Regions from separate parts of the Sus scrofa genome. Here region 2 is linked to region 1. A link is a contact called in public promoter capture Hi-C data. All regions are on one chromosome and are shown on one strand. The core of a region is the stretch at or near the end of the contact, and the rest is flanking DNA. Distances in the headings are between cores, read along the strand shown.

The links. Promoter capture Hi-C pulls out the DNA fragments that hold promoters and counts their contacts.
Region 2: a promoter capture Hi-C map of fetal liver shows a contact between it and region 1, with 2.1 times the contacts expected there. The contact joins the promoter of PPIL4 here to the promoter of ULBP1 in region 1. A contact is called at or near these places in 1 of 5 promoter capture datasets (fetal liver) and 1 of 47 Hi-C or Micro-C datasets (embryonic fibroblasts).

Annotation. Positions count from the first base shown.
Region 1 is chr1:16,115,952-16,121,256 of Sscrofa11.1, reverse strand. It overlaps ULBP1 (UL16 binding protein 1), which reads left to right and starts at 1,984. Exons shown (of 5, transcript NM_001004035.1): 1 at 1,984-2,154; 2 at 4,283-4,546; 3 at 4,768-5,043. The coding sequence starts at 2,073.
Region 2 is chr1:16,398,800-16,404,104 of Sscrofa11.1, reverse strand. It overlaps PPIL4 (peptidyl-prolyl cis-trans isomerase-like 4), which reads right to left and starts at 3,167. Exons shown (of 13, transcript XM_021086908.1): 1 at 3,018-3,167. The coding sequence starts at 3,087.

The DNA of each region.
Region 1 (5,305 bases), core at 735-3,234:
ATGAGTCCCGCTTGTCCTCATCCACTGAACCTCTTCCTAAGTGACAAAGACAGACAGAGACCTTCCACTCTGCACCCTCCTTGGCTGACAGGCATGGCGTCTCTTCCCAGTTCACTCCCACTGTCCCCAGGCTGTGGGCAAGTGCCAGAGGCCTGGCCCAGGACCCGGGGCCTGTCTCTGCTCTTATTACCAAGGACAAGAGAGAGAGACCACCCCCTCCCTGCCCCCATCACCGATGTGCTGGAGTCTCTTTGGGAGGGGCCCGTGTGGTGATCTGGAGACAAGAGACACATGGGGGCTGGGAGGAGGACAGGACTCAGGCTTGGGTGGGGGCGCCAGCTTGGTGGGTTCAGGTGATCTGTGTGTCAGGAAAAGAGTTGCAGGCACGGGCCTGGGGGCTAGGAGCCTGGGTTGAATCCACGGGAAGAGACCACCCCAGGGACCTGGAAGCCTCCATGGAGGAGGCTGGATAAGAGGCAAGTGACTGGGAGGACGGGAGAGAGGCGGAAGGATGGCCTTAGAGACCTGGCCAGGACCGGGAAGAGGGGCCCCTGCGAACACCTGGACAGTCCCCCCAGGGCCTGCTCCTGGAACCTGGACTCGTTTCAAAGCCCCCGTGAGAGCAGACTCCCCAGGGAGGTGATCTCAATGGGTCTGAGCAACAGAGCATAACTTCACAAACAGTAGTCAGGAGAAAATTCTAGCTGATTGCTTGGTGTTTCTTTTTCTTTGTTTTTTTTTTTTTGTTTGTTTGTTTTTTTGTTTTTTTGTCTTTTTAGGGCCAGACCGGCAGCATATGGAGGTTCTCAGGCTAGGGGTCAAATCGGAGCTTCAGCTGCTGGCCTACACCACAGCCACAGAAACTCAGAATCCCAGCTGCATCTGATCCTTAACCCACTGAGCGAGGCCAGGGATCAAACCCGAGTCTTCATGGATAAGAGTCAGGCTCTTTAACCACTGAGCCACGATGGGAACTCCTGGTGTTTCTTAAGCTTGGCACTCATCCCCACCCACATCTTTCAATAGGAAACCCAGGCTCAGGAAGGAAAAGAGATGGAATGGGGCCCCTGGCCAGCAAAGGACTCAGCATAGGCCTCCCAGTTCTGGTCTCAGCCCTGCCACCCTTGAAGTGGGCAAAGGCCAGGACCACCTGGGAGAGCAGAGCCATGGATCTCTGTGTCACAGTCTTGCCAGAGACTTTGAACGTCACTGGCTGTCTCTCTGGATGGAGGTAAGGACCTGAGACAAGGACTCACTTACCAAGAATTAGGAATCATTTCCAGGCTCGACCACTGATGCCTCCCTCTGCATCAGCAGACAGCCTAGGTGTGAATTCTGGGCTGTAAAAGCACTAGTTGGAGGCCACCTGAAGACTAAGTGAGTGGGACAAAAGAGGGAAGAATTGCCCCCTCTAACCTTCTCCCCCTCTCTCCTAAGCCCCTATACCCTCCTCGCCCACCACCCTCTTCCCACCCCCACCACGCCCGCCCACAAACCCTCCCCCTCTACCCCAATCCCCATCGGGCTCTGAAGCCTCCATCCAGGGGGCTCTGAAGCCTCCAGGGGGCGCTGTGGCATATTTGTTCCGGAAAAGTTTCATCATTGCCTCCGGGCTCCCCCGTGAAACTTGAAGATAAAATTGCCTCTGGTCCTCTGGATTTTTTTTAAAAAAACATTTCTTCTGGTTCACAAAAACTCCTGGGCTCCACTGGCATAGAAACTACTAGAAAACACATCGTCGATGACACTACAGGTCCCGGCAGGTCTTCAGTCCCTTCGCTAGGCTGGCAGAGTTCTCCGCAAAGAAAAGCCGGAGTCTTTGAAGCAAAGCAGGATTGACTGAAATCGGGACTTGGGGAACGGGAGACGGGACAGCCGAAGGACCAGAAGAAAAGGTAGGCCGAGGAGCAGGAGGACAGAGCGTGGGCATGAACAGGAAGTGGCACCGGGCAGGGCTCCGGGGGCGTGGAAACAGCCTGCCATCACCTTTCAGCCACCGGGCGCTGGGGAATCTGCATTCCAGACCCGGGCGCGCGCTCTGCAAAGTCGCGGCTCCCGCAGGATCCGTGACGATGGCGCAGACCGCTGGCTCCACGGCGGGTCTGGGCTTCCTGAGTCTGCTTTTTTCTCTCCGGTTATGCCCGGCGGCCTGCGGTGAGTTCGGGGATGAACCTGGCGGGGTCGGGGCGCCGCGCCTAAAGAGAGGGAGATGGAGCGTCCGCTTGGGTTTGCGAAACTTCTCCTTGGGTGGGGCCGGCGCCCCTACGAAACTCTTTTGCCTTTGCGGCTCCTCTGTGACTTCCCTCTGGGTCCCAAATGGCGAATTGAGTGAAAAAGTAACGCCAGGAGGCTGGGGGGGACGGAGAGGACACCAGGAAATGGGGCACCGCAAGCCTCCAGGCCCGAGTCCTCCCCTGGGGAAGTGGAGCCCCTGCAGCCGGGCGGCGGAGGACAGGCAGCCAGCTCCATAGGCTGCCATAGGAACAGGTGGCCATACTGCCTGAGACAACCAGACGGGGTGGGCGAGGGGGATAGGGGGTGGGGTGTAGGGGCGGCAGGGTGGGGGTGGGGGGGTAGAGTGGGCGGAGGGGGCGGGGGGATGGGGAGTGGGGTAGAGTGGGCGGGCTTGTCGGCGGGCGTGGTGGGGGTGGGGTGGGGGTGGGAAGAGGGTGGTGGGCGAGGAGGGTATGGGGGCTTAGGAGGGAGGGGGAGGAGGTTAGAGGGGGCGTCTAAGGGGTTGGGAGACAGAGGGACAGGGTGGGGGGGAGGGGGGCCTGGGTGGTGCCTGTCCCCAGATCGCCCCATAGGGTCCTGCTTGTGGTTACAATACTCTTTATTACCCATCTCCCTGGGGCCCCTAGAGGCCCAGGACCTCCCACACCCTCCCACCTATGAAGGGGCCCTATTTCCTTCCCCCTCCAACTGGCCCCTTATCCCTGGCTTGAGGACATAGTCCAGCAACAGCCTGGGAATCTGACCCACGACTGCTTCAAGCAGGAGGGACTGGAAGCAGTTTCCCAAAGTGTGAGGCAGGGAATGAGGGTGAGGCGGGGGCCCCCCACCTTCATATTGGTACCCCCTGGGGAGCCCCCAGCCTTTAACAGGTATTCATTAGGACAGGGGTTTGCAGGCTTTTTCTCGCAAAGGCAGAAGGGAAATCTGTTGCCTTTACAGCCCCCACTGTGGTGGCGCAACAGCAGCCATGGACAATATGCAAAGCAGTGGGGAAGTAGGTTTGGCCACTGCCCTAGTCTCTGATCTCAGTTCTGGGGAACCCGCCTCCCAGGGAATGGTCCTAGGGGAGCCCCAGCTGCTGGGTGCTGAAGAGCCAGAAACATGCCCTGTGCGGCCTTGTAGCTTCTGGGTGCTGTGAATGAGACAGCAAGGTGGGGGTGGCAGCTTCATGCTAATGCATCATTTCCTTACTAAGGGTGCACCCAACTCTTTTTGGTCCCTTGTGTTTACGTTGAGTTCTAATACTTTGGGGAGGTTTTTATCCAGGAGCAAGAACTGCAGCCAAGGCTTTTCAGTCTGAGGTTTCAGTTCCCAGGCTGTCTCACTTGAGCTGTTGGACTCGCTTCCCATCCGAGCTCTCCTCGTAGCTCCATGGAGTCCTCAGGCTTTCCCAGGGAGCAGGGCTGACCGCGCACGCTCCTGCCCTTCCATGGCACGTCTGCCCTGGCACATTCCATCCCCTCCTCTACCAGCTGCCTCGGAAGCTCTGGACTTCCTGTTTTTTAGGCAGTGGGGGCCGGGCCTCCTTCCACTTCCAAGACCCAGCCTAGTAGCCGAGGAGTGGCCTCTCCCCGGGCCTGGCTGAATCCTGAGACCCGTGACTGCAAAGTGTGCCTTGTCCAGCTCCGGGCTCTCTGCTTATCTGCCCCCACTGGGACCCCCCTTCCTCAGGAGCAGCCCCTACACGCTCTCCATCCCCCCCAGGACCCGGACTGGATTCTGCCCATCCTCTGGCTCCAGGCCTTTTCCCAATAGCTGCTGGGAGGAAAAGCTTATGTGCTGACTGATGCCGGGTACTGACCTGGTGGACAAGGGGACATATCCAGGCTGTGTGATTTCTTGCTAGGCAGGGACCCCTTTTTCTCCTCAAGGAGGGGAGCAGCACAGATCTGTCCCTGGTGTGGCAGGGGGTGGGGGCGGGGTGGGGGAAACAGTCCTAGTTCTGCCAGCCCAGCCCCCCACATTTTTGCTGTCACATGAAGCGGGAAGTGGGTCTATGCATCCTTGTCTCCAAACCCCAACCCTCACCTGCGTTTTGCCTTCACAGATACTCACTCTCTTTGCTATAACTTCATCATCATTCCAAAGCCCAGCCCTGGACACCCCTGGTGTGTGGTTCAAGCCCAGGTGGACGCAGAGGATTTTTTTTCCTGTGACTGTGGTGCTGCTCAGATCCAATCCGTGAGTTCCCTGGGAGAGAAGGTGAAAGGTACAAAGAACTGGGAGATACAGATCGAAACACTCAAAGACGTTGGGGACTTCCTCAAGGAGCAACTGCCTGACATCATGCCTGAGAACTACACGGCCATGGGTGAGTCAGGAAATCCAAGTGCGGGAGGAGCAGTGTGGGCTTAGCCGCTCTCGTTGTATTTGGCTAAAGAAATAAAATCAGATTGGGTGCTGGTCCTCGCAGGATGCCCAGGGCAAAGAGCAGGCCCTGGAGGGAAGAACAGGGTCACGGGAGATGGCGCAGGGAGGGGGTGAAAAATCTGTCCAGACCAGACACGTGCTCCTTCCCACGGTGGGGGGCAGACCCTCCCACGCTGCAGGTCAAGGTGACGTGCCAGTCTCAAGATGATGGACACACGAGTGGATCCTGGAAATTTGCCTTCAATGGACAGATCTGCCTCCACATCGATTCAGACAATATGACCTTGACCGTAGTTCATTCTGGAGGCAGACGGATGAAAGAGAAGTGGGAGAGTGACCGGATTGTGACCAGCTTCCTCAGGAATATATCCCTGGGTGACTGCAAATCCTGGCTCACCCATTTCTTGGTGCACTGGGAGAAAATGTTGAAGACAGCGGGTAAGTGGGAAGACGAGGAGGAAGTGGTGGTCTTTTCAAGGCGGTGCCCTCTACACTCCCGTGTGCGCGTGCCTGTGCGTGTGCATGTGTGTGTGTCTGGGAAGTGGGCTCTTCTTGGGGGAGCAGGGGCCCCGGGGGTGGTCTGCCTCGCTCCCTGTCTCTCCCACCTCCTGGCATCCCTTCCTTGCTGCCCAGGCCTTCGCACCACTCACCATGCTGACCCTAAACACGAGGGCATCATTCAGATGCCAGAGATTTATTT
Region 2 (5,305 bases), core at 1,918-4,417, 280 kb before region 1:
AAACCAGTGGGTGTAAGCAATGATCAACAATGGCTGTCAAAATCTTTAGGTGACAAGCTACTGGGAAGACTACAACAGACATATCAGGTAGACAGCCTGAACCTCTAACCAATTTTAACATCACAAAAAGACCCAACCAGACAGCAAGTGCCTCTTGAATGTGATGCAGTTGATAGTACAGACCACCTTATATGAAATATTCTTACCAAAAACATTACACCTGAATTTGCTCAAGACTCTTCATCTAAGCAGCCATTAATGAGAAACAGAGAGAGAAGACTACATTAAGAGATACAACAGGGATACAATCTGTCAAATCCAAAATGAGGAAAATTCTACAAAACAAATGATCCACACTCTTCCTCAAATATTGTTTGGGGGGGAGGAGAAGTGGGGGGGACCCTAAAGATGAAAAGATATTTAAGAGATACAACAACCAATATAATACACAGCCTTTATTTGGATCCTAAACCAAATTACAAAATATTCTTTTAAATATTTATGAGACATAGAAAAATATGAATGATACTAAGGAATCATTGCTTATTTTTTCAGATGTGTGGTTATATCATCTTTTTAAAAAACTATCTTTTAAGGAGTTCCCATCATGGCTCAGTGGTTAACGAATCCGACTAGGAACCATGAGGTTGTGGGTTCAATCCCTGGCCTCGCTCAGTGGGTTAAGGATCCGGCATTGCCATGAACTATGGTGTAGGTCACAGACGTGGCTCGGATCTGGCATTGCTACGGCTATGGTGCAGGCCAGCAGCTACAGCTCCAATTCGACCCCTAGCCGGGGAACCTCCATATGCTGCGGAAGTAGCCCTAGAAAAGGCAAAAAGACAAAAACAAAAAAAACAAAACTATCTTTTAAGATACAGCTTTAAGTAGTTACAGATTAAATAAATGTCATGTAAAGGACTTGCTATAAAAAATCCAGTGGAGGTGGGGGTATAAATGAAACATGTATTCACGACCGTTAAATGAAGCTGACCATCAGCACATGAGGGTTCATTTACATGATTCTTTCTACTTTTGTGTATATTTCAAGTCTTCTATAATAAAAAGTAAAAAAAAAAAAAAAGGAAAACAAAAGAAGGGAGAGAAAGGGAGGAAAAAAGAAAAATAAGTCTGGATATTTTTACTATAGATTAATAGTTACACATAAAAGAAGGTATCCAATCTCATGTTTACTGGACTTATGCTTTTAGTGTTCCAAGCTATCTTTGCAGAAACTGCTTGTCCATTCCATCTGTTAATTAAGTGGAATAACTCTACATCCCCTTTGTTTCTCACAGTTCCACGGGGAAAGGTCCACTCATTTGCCAGGTGCGGCTCCATATGGAGAGTGTCAAATTCAAAAGGAAGCAGAACCAAGAGATGAAAACCATAATTCCCCATAAGATCCTGCCAAGCATTGTCCTCCCATCCTTAAAAGCTTTCCCCAATAACATGAGGCAATCAATTATTTTCTTTAAGCCAGTTTGAGCTGAGTTTCTATCACACACACAAAGAGTCCTAAGGCAACACATATATTTGCATTACTCCACATGAGCCTTTAGTGTGTGCCCTCAAAGAGCCAGGCACTGCACTAGGTGCTCAGGATACAGAGCTAATTAAAGCACAGTCCCTGCTCTTTTAGAGTGACATTCTTGAAAGGGGACCAAGGTGTGCAAATGATTCCAGGACAACAAGTAAATGTATAACAAAATATGTGCTGTATGATTTATAAAAGGCCTGAGATTGAGCAGAAGAAATGGATCTAACTCTACTTAAGGACACCAGAGAGCTTCACAGAAGAGATTATGCTTGACCTGAGATTTGAATAAGCAGGAGGTTTGCCAAAAGGAGAGAAATGTAAGGTAGAGGCAACAGTATGAGAAAGCATGGATGTGTGGTTGAGTGCTGTGGGGCTTTTGGGGATAACTGAGTGTAGGATTTAGTGTAGTGTGTCAGGAGGCACTCCTGGTGCCCTATTGAGGCCTGTTTCATCCTCTTTGATAGACTGCATTCCATGGGGACAGAACCCTGATGGTAACTAAACTCCCTTGGTCACTCTGATACATTCTCCACAGTGCTGCCTATTATCTTCCTACAACAGGAAGTGTGCCCTGCCTCAATCTTGCTTTTAAACTCTTCAAAGATTTCGATCATCGGTAGGGCACACAAGGCTGTTCACTAACTTAGAAAGGTCTATGACCAGACTCGCAGTCTGCCATCCCACCGTCAAGCCACCGATCTACTTGCTATTTCCAGAAAATTCCAAGCAAACTGTTAAGAAAACCCTCGATCCCACTCATCTTTGAAAGAGCTGGTTCAAGTGTTCTGCATTCTTTGCTAGCTTCGCTTCTCCCCACCCCCAACCAGGAAGAAAGACTCCCTCCTCTGGTTTCCATGGCAACTTACACATTCTTCCACTACAACACTTAAGAAATTAAATAGATTGCCGCGCCTACTTTCCCCCAATGGAAAATTAGACCCTCAACGGCAAGGCGCCCTCCCGGGGCTTGGCACAAAGTCCCGCATAGAGGGCGATCAATGAGTGTTTGCTAAGGCTTGGTGCAGCCCTTCCTCCAGCCAGGAGTGATGCCCACACACAATGCTCCTAGCCCGTCCTCCCTGCTTTCCTCAAGATTTACCGATTACACACCAAGGAATACCAGTAACCAGTAACCAGTCTGCGTTACTCGGATTTGTAAAACGCAGTAAAGCCACAAGAGCTATGGGCACTGTACATGCGCTTGGCATTACACACACACACACACACACGCACGCACACACACGGATTTAATAACCACAAGTACTCGCCACCCGATTAGCAGGACCAGATGCGGGAGAAGGGATGCTCCTCAAAAACATTTCTCAAACAAGGCCCGCTAATAAAACAGCCCGGTCGCGGGGACCAGCAGCCTAGAAGCTCGAACCAGTCCTCGCCGGGGACTAGGCAAAGTGGGGAAAGTGCAAAGTGGGGAAAGGAGATCGCGGCCCGGCGAGAGTTGAGTGTGCCCGGGCCTCACCGCGCGGCCGCTCCTCCGTGTACAAGTCGATGACGACGTCGCCCAAAGTGGTCTCCAGGAGAACCGCCATGGCGCCCGCTCCTCTGCTACCAGCGCCTGGAGTGACAGGAATAGCCCGACGTCATCTACGCCACGCGTCACCTTCGGCGCGACGCCTTTTTACGTCATTCCTCCGGCGACACCGCCCCTTCCTAGAGGCTCTCTGGAGGCAGGTCTGGTCGGTGCCCCGCCCAACCTGACAGAGCCCTGGGTCCCCGCCTCTCGCGCGGCCCTTTTGAAAATCCTTTGGAGCTGGAGCGGAAGCCTGTCACTCAAAGGGGCTCCTCTGAAGGGTTTTGTACCCCTTTTGTGACCATCTCAAGAACGGGACGGACATTTCTTTCAAGCTGTTCTGGCTGCCTCCGTCGTAGCCCGAGGGCGACTCTGGCGCCACCTTCCCTCGCCTTATTGGGACATCTGCCCTCGGTTTCTAATCGGCCTCTTTTTATTGCCTTGAATCAGGCCTGAAATGTACAATTTGCTACCGAGAAAGATTGTTAGCAGGGAGTTCTTTCCTGGCTAATCTTATGTAGAGCAGAGAGTGTACCTGTTATGTAGCAGGTCGTGGGTGGGTCCTTAGTGCAACAAGCTAAAAATCATAGGCTTCATTCAGTCCTTTATCTCTACTGCTTTTATCAGTACTCTTAACGAAATAAAATTCACATTTTAAGGCAAGACAAAAATTTAAACAAAATTCTCTGCCCTTTGGCTTCCTCCCTCCCCTCCAGTGTGCGCTGTGCATTAAGCAGACCCCGCCAATGGGAGAAATACCTGCTCAACCATAGAATCAATTTTTCTTCTTCTGGCACCAGCCATGAAACTCCTTAAAAGATAACATTCCTTTCTCAGTCCCCTAAGGGGTAATGATGACCCACTCACCTCACATGTGTAGCCATCTTTGGTGAATTTTATGTGCAAAGCCAATATATCATCTCCATTAAAGATAGAGATTGGTGGAGTTCCCTGGTGGCTCAGTGGGTTAAGGACCTGATATCACTGCTGTGTCTCAGGTCACTGCTTGTGGTGTGGGTTCAATTCCTAGCCTGGGAATTTCCACATTCCTGGGGCAAGGTCAAAAAATAAATAAATAACTTGAAGATAGAGGCTTCGTACAAAACGGACTGGTCAGATGACCTAAGGAGATACGAGGCCACATTTAATGGAAGTCCTTAGCTTAAGTACTTACTTAAGACCATATTAATGTTACTAACTATATTACTTGTGCCCTGCCTTTTTTTTTGGGGGGGGGGGGAAATAGCTATATTGCTTTGCCCGGCAAAGGAGAGTCACACCAGGCTAATGCCTCAAAGACTGTGCCTCCCTTAGGAGAGATTGGGAGGTGGTTTCATAGTTTGGGAAATAAGAAAAGAGGACTGCAGATAAGGATCAGGGTAGAGGCAAATTGCATTGTTTTCAAAGTTGGTGTTCAGTAGTTTGGTGGTCTTCTTTCTGGAATAAAGACCCCCTCATTAACATCTTCCATTTGTTGGGGGGTTTGCTCCCACACACAGGACTTACAGAGCTTTTTATCTGCTTGTTCATTTTCTGTCGCTTCTGGGGCTGAAGAGTGACTCTCCAAACATGTCCACTGCCTAATCCCCGACCATAACCTCCTGGTGTCTGGACTCACTGAGGTTCAGTTTCTTCATGCCTCTGCACAGAAGGAATTCAGTGAGAGACAAAGTGATAGGTAAGATATAGATTTATTAAGACAGGACGCTTGTGAGAGAGGCCCTGCCTATTTTATAAGATTATTGTTTTTTTGCAAATGATTAACTAACCCTCCAATTAAAAATAATGATGGGAGTTCCCGTCGTGGCGCAGTGGTTAACAAATCTGACTAGGAACCTTGAGGTTGCAGGTTCGGTCCCTGCCCTTGCTCAGTGGGTTAACGATCCGGCGTTGCTGTGAGCTGTGGCGTAGGCTGGCAGCTACAGCTCCGATTCGACCCCTAGCCTGGGAACCTCCATATGCCGCAGGAGCGGCCCAAGAAATGGAAAAAAGACCAAAAATAAAAATAAAAATAAAATGATGACTAGGTGACTTGAAATGATTGATAATATACAGTTCTATAAAATCAATTATTATAATAGTATGACTCTAGATATGAGAAGAAGCATCAAGAGAGAACCATTTCCTCGACCATAGAAGGCTAGTAACACAGGTGATCCAAAAGCTTTGGGGTACTGTTTCGTCCAGCAGTGGATGGGATTTTACATAAAAGGCATTCCCATTGTGGCTCAGTGGGT